Regions from separate parts of the Hordeum vulgare genome. Here region 1 is linked to region 2. A link is a contact called in public Hi-C data. All regions are on one chromosome and are shown on one strand. The core of a region is the stretch at or near the end of the contact, and the rest is flanking DNA. Distances in the headings are between cores, read along the strand shown. Region 1 holds the start of LOC123440470 (subtilisin-like protease SBT3). Region 2 holds the start of LOC123444786 (TLC domain-containing protein 2).

Region 1 (2,700 bases), core at 68-2,567, 440 kb before region 2:
CGCCGGCCTCGCCAGCGGATCAGCGTCCCGGTGCATCAAGGAGAGTGGCACTGGGAGCACCGCATCCCGCTGTCGTAACCCGGACGTGACCCTCCCGCACGACTGGCATTTGGATCTGAAGAGGATCCCGGTGTCGGCTGTGTCGTGGTCGGCGCGGGGGCACGCGGAGGAGGTGAGTCACTTGCGGCAGCAGCAACTCACGTGACTCGGAGGTATGATTTGCGCTCGAGCACGAGGAGCAGTGCCCGCGCGCGTGCGCGACGTGCAGTCGTGCCCTTCGCCGCCCCGCCCGTCGTTCGCGACGAGGACCAGGAGGAAGAGCGTCGCAAGGCTGAGAAGGAGAACGCGGCATACGAGACGCAGCTCGTGGAGGCCATCGTGCTGTCCGCTGCCGTCGAGTGCATCGTGCCCCCTCCGCCAAAGACCGAGCCCCAGCCCACGGAGCCGCAGCCGGAGGTCTACCAATGGACCGGCTGTCTCCACGAGTGGGTCACCGCGCCGCCCCATCTGGTTGGATGCGACATCGCAGCAGGAGGTCGCCTACCTCCAGCAATCGAGCGCGCCGACGACCAGTGCAGATGGAGCTGAAGCGCCGACAGGAGCGGGAAGCGGAGGAGGAACGACAGGAGCGGGAAGCGGAGGAGGAACGACTAGAGAAGGAGGAGGAGGAACGCGTCCGTGCTGCGCTGCCGCCGCCACCAGCACAGTCCGAGCAGGCGGGACAGACGATGAAGGCACAGGCAGCGGCGGCACAACCCTACGTCGACAATGAGGACATCTAGGACGGCGCGCTGTCTCGTAGATTAGTTTTTAATGTTTAATTAATATAATGAAAACGCGTGGACTCTCACCGTCTTTGTACGTAATGTTCAATCAATATTTTTTTTATTTTCGAAAATATTTGTTTTTTTTCACGCGTCGTAAAATGGATCGGGTCAACGTTGGGCGCATGCGTCGACCCAAACACGAAAACGGATGTTGGTGTCCGCCGGACCGATCCAAACAAACAAAAACGTCCTACGTTTAGGTCGTCGCGTTGGAGTTGCTTTAAAACGTCTAGATAGATATGAATTAGCAAATCCGTTTATTTTTTGGGATTATGTGACCTCGGTTCCTCCTGCGACACGGCCGACTACCGTTGCCGTCGATGGTTTTAGGACGAGAGAAAACGATGCCTTCGATATGTACCCTCGTACAAAACAATGGAAGAAGGACAAGCATGTACTTCGTGCGTCGATTCCGAAGAATGCATTGCACCGCCACGTATAAAATGGACACACCCGTGCTAAGAAGTTACGAACTATTCGATCCTCAACATGGCATCGCTTCTACTTCTAGCGAGTAGCTCATGGCTTCTCCTCTGCTCTCTCTTGCCAGCTCCGGTGGTAGCCGACAGGACGTCGTACATCGTCCACATGGACAAGTCCGCCATGCCGACGCAGCACTGCGACCACCGTGAGTGGTACTCCGCCGTGCTGGCGTCTCTAGCAGCAGCAGCCGACTCACCGGGAGCTGCCAGCGGCGACCAGCCGCGGCTCGTCTACACCTACGACGAGGCGCTCCACGGCTTCGCGGCCACCCTCTCGGCCCCCGAGCTCCACGAGCTGAGCCGCGCGCCGGGTTTCGTCTCGGCCTACCCGGACCGCCGCTCCGACGTCACTCACGACACCACCCACTCCACGGAGTTCCTCCGCCTCAGCCCGTTCGGTGGGCTGTGGCCGGCAGCCAAGCTCGGCGAGGGCGTCATTATCGGCATGATCGACACCGGAGTGTGGCCGGAGAGCGCGAGCTTCGATGACGCCGGCATGGCCCCCGTGCCGTCCAGGTGGCGCGGCATGTGCGAGCCGGGCGTGGCGTTCCCTGCTTCCCTGTGCAACCGGAAGCTCATCGGAGCGCGCTACTTCAACCGGGGTTTGGTCGCCGCGAACCCCGGCATCAAGATCAGCATGAACTCCACGCGCGACACCATAGGCCACGGCACGCACACGTCGTCGACGGCCGGGGGCAGCCCCGTGCCCTGCGCGTCCTTCTTCGGGTACGGGCTCGGCACAGCCCGTGGAGTCGCCCCGCGTGCTCATGTTGCCATGTACAAGGTCATCTGGGACGAGGGCCGGTATGCGTCTGACGTGCTAGCCGGCATGGACGCGGCCATTGCGGACGGTGTCGACGTCATCTCCATCTCCATGGGCTTCGACGGCGTGCCGCTCTACGAGGACCCCGTGGCCATAGCTGCGTTCGCCGCCATGGAGCACGGCATCCTCGTGTCGGCTTCAGCGGGCAACGCCGGCCCACGCCCCGGCACGTTGCACAATGGCATCCCGTGGCTGCTCACCGTCGCGGCTGGCACGGTGGACCGGACAATGTTCTCTGGCACCGTGTCCTATGGCAACACCACGCTAACCACCATAACAGGCTTCACGATGTATCCGGCGAACGCTTGGGTGGTGGGCACGAAGCTGGTGTACGACGACACCATCTCGGCGTGCAACTCGTCGGTGTCAATGGCAAACGCAACGACGAGCATAGTCGTGTGTCGTGACATCGGGAGTGTCACTGAGCAGCTGAACACCGCGAACGAGGCCGGCGTCGCCGGTGCCATCTTCATCAGGGACGTGCTGACTTATGATGACACCATGCCACTCCCAGCCATTTTCATCCGCTCGAAAGATGCACCAGCGCTGCTGAGCTACATTAACTCCA
Region 2 (2,700 bases), core at 114-2,613:
GCTATAACTCTGAAACTTCTAAATAATACAATTGATGACAAGAATATAATGGTTGCACTTACAGGGGGTAAATTGATTGTATTTGGACATCTGCAGGAAAAAGCTTGCACTCCTCTGAAAAAATTTGCGCCTGTTTCTCAGCAATGGAATCTACAAGTTGTACATCCTTTGCCAACTGCTCATCAACACTACCAGGGAGCAATTTGTCAGGTAATTTATATATCAGATGCCCTAATACCGAGGTTAAAACAGCATCTAATACTTTCGGTACAATGAAGAGCATTTTACATCAAATATTCCTTTCTGTTTACAGTGCTGGAAAATGTTTAACTGAAATAGCTACTGATTATCAGTGACTAATGCTTTCGTATAATCAGCATAGCAAAAGTATGCCACAGACAGTAAAGTGTAAAACCAACCTCCACTCTGGATTGTCGGCATAGCAGCTAGCTTCCACCAAGTCAACAATTAGACGGAGGAGCTCCACCCGCTCGTCGTAGCTGCCCCTGCCCTGCAATCCCACAAAAGATGAGACACGCTGGATCTGAGTTTGTGATTCTCACCACACTACACGCCAGAGATCTGTCATCCGTGAGTAACAAAAGCTAATACTCAACAAATGTAAGCCTCAAAGAACAAAGAGCTGCATTCCTCTTACCTGAATCGCCTCAGTGTCGACTGAAGGCGTGATACCGAGGAAATTCGCGATCTCCGCCAAGTCTGCACAACCCCAACCAACCATCAGCACCAGGCGCGAGCAAGCATTTCCCAATCCAGCGCCGCGAAACAGGTGTGCAGAAACCTTACGTTGGATCCTGCTGTTCTCCTCGTCGCGGTCGAGGCTGTCCCCCTGCCAGTTCTGCTGCGTGAAGGGCGATCTGTCGCCGAGCAGCCTCCGGACCACAGCGGCAGCAGCAGGTCAGCAGATGAAACCCTCAATTCGGAAACCCTACGAGCCCCGAAACCCGCGCCGGAACACGCGGCGGAGGCTCGGTCGGGGCGGAAATGCGGGGGGCGGGCGGTGGCGCACGTACCGGAAGAAGAGCCACTCGAGGAGGCGGTAGCGCTCGACGCCGGCGAAGAGGAGCGACTGCGCGGGCGCGCTGGCGCGCGGGTAGGCCAGCACCGCCAGCTTCCGCTGGATCTCCTCCATCTGCTTCGACGCCATGGCGAACCAATCCTCCCCGCTCGCGGCGGCCGGCCGGCTTGGTGGTCGTTGGGCTGTGGGGATCGAGCCGACGGGGACGGCCCAGCGAGCGAGATGGATGACGTTACGCTCGGGGCATTTCTTTTCTTCTTTCTACCCACCGAATTATTTTCGTTTCAAATTTCGAAGGATCGCTTCTCTCTCTATCTCCTAGAGACTAGAGATGGGAGATGGGGCCCGCGTGTCGGGTTCCAGGCCCGGAAAGCAACAGGCGAGCGGTCCAACCAAAGCGGCCGACGGAGAGGGGAGAGGGGGCTAGGCGGCTAGCGCGTGGACGGGTGCGGCTCTCGGCTCGCCACGACGCCCGCATGCCGCCGCCCCGCCGCGCCGGCGCGGGCGACACGAGCGCCTTCTTCGCGGCGACGCTGGTGCTGTGGGCCGTGTCGGTGGGGTTCGAGATCGGCGCGCGGGGCCGCCGCGAGCTGGCCGCCGTGGCCGCCGGCTTCGCCTTCTTCCAGGCCGCCAACACCGCCGTCCGCGCCGCGGTCTCCCGCGACCCGCTCTTCGTCAACACCGCCGTCTCTCTGCTCCACTCCTCCCTCACCTCCGCCTCAGGTCTCGCCTCTCTTTCTCCCCCCCTCCCCGAACCCTCACATTTCGTCCCGTCGCTTTTCCCGTGCACGTGCTTTGGGTTAATCGCCTAGTAGAAGAAAGGGTACGCCCGCCTAGTTGACTTCCAGCGTTGCGCGAATTTGGTGGGGATAGAGAGGGCGCGGCAGATTAATCAGTCCGTAAACCCGTTGATGCTTGAAGCTTGATGCAATTTGGTCGGCCCTGGACAAAAGGGAGCACTATGAGCTATGTACTGTTAGTGTTAGTATCGTTGTTCACTGTGATGCTGCTTACTTCTGCTGTTGAGAATTGTCTCCGTTTGAGCTTCGATTGGCTGAAATTGTGCAGGATTTCTCAAAGCCCATATTGCTTGCTACCTCGCTGTTTATAGCATGTTCGGCTTCTAGAGGTTGCATGGTTTCAGTTTCCATGTAAATGTGGCAACCATGCAATGGCCTTGCGTGCAAATACTTCCATGTTTTCCATTCAAAATTGCCAACCCTTAAAAAGAATGGTGATGGTATAAAGTGTGTTCAGAAGAGTTCACTAGTTTGGCACCAAATATCTCCATTTTGTCTGTCAGTTGGGCGGCAAATCAGCACCTAGTGCCTAAACACCAATTAGGTGGGCCTAGGAGGGATAAAATGGCTAGCAGGAAGGGTGTCACCTAGTGCCTGGTGGCCCTCTAGTTGCACTAGGCGGCTGACTTTTAGAACGCTACCTTTCTAACAACATCACTTTTCATGCACTACTTCTTCGCACATACTTATTGCCAGTAAATCTCTCGCGCCAAATTGACAATGGCTAAGCAAAATGATAGAAATGGAAATTTATGTCCTAGATGGTCGGATATGTGCCATTAGATTTAGAGGTGCTGCTCAAGATAGTTAGGAAGTTGTAGAGCCTTCCCTCTGCAGTATTTAAAATTGTTGACCCTTCTT

What was found. A called contact is a pair of places that touch in the nucleus more often than the background predicts.
Region 1: a contact with region 2 is called in a Hi-C map of leaf, with 4 times the contacts expected there. The contact joins the promoter of LOC123440470 here to the promoter of LOC123444786 in region 2.

What each region holds. Positions count from the first base shown.
Region 1 is chr3H:536,658,555-536,661,254 of MorexV3_pseudomolecules_assembly, reverse strand. LOC123440470 (subtilisin-like protease SBT3) reads left to right here and starts at 1,317. Exons shown (of 3, transcript XM_045117036.1): 1 at 1,317-2,251; 2 at 2,333-2,700. The coding sequence starts at 1,317.
Region 2 is chr3H:536,219,934-536,222,633 of MorexV3_pseudomolecules_assembly, reverse strand. It overlaps LOC123444786 (TLC domain-containing protein 2), which reads left to right and starts at 1,363. Exons shown (of 3, transcript XM_045121629.1): 1 at 1,363-1,762. The coding sequence starts at 1,378. It overlaps LOC123444785 (AUGMIN subunit 7), which reads right to left and starts at 1,277. Exons shown (of 9, transcript XM_045121628.1): 1 at 1,035-1,277; 2 at 808-893; 3 at 659-720; 4 at 420-511; 5 at 63-188. The coding sequence starts at 1,168.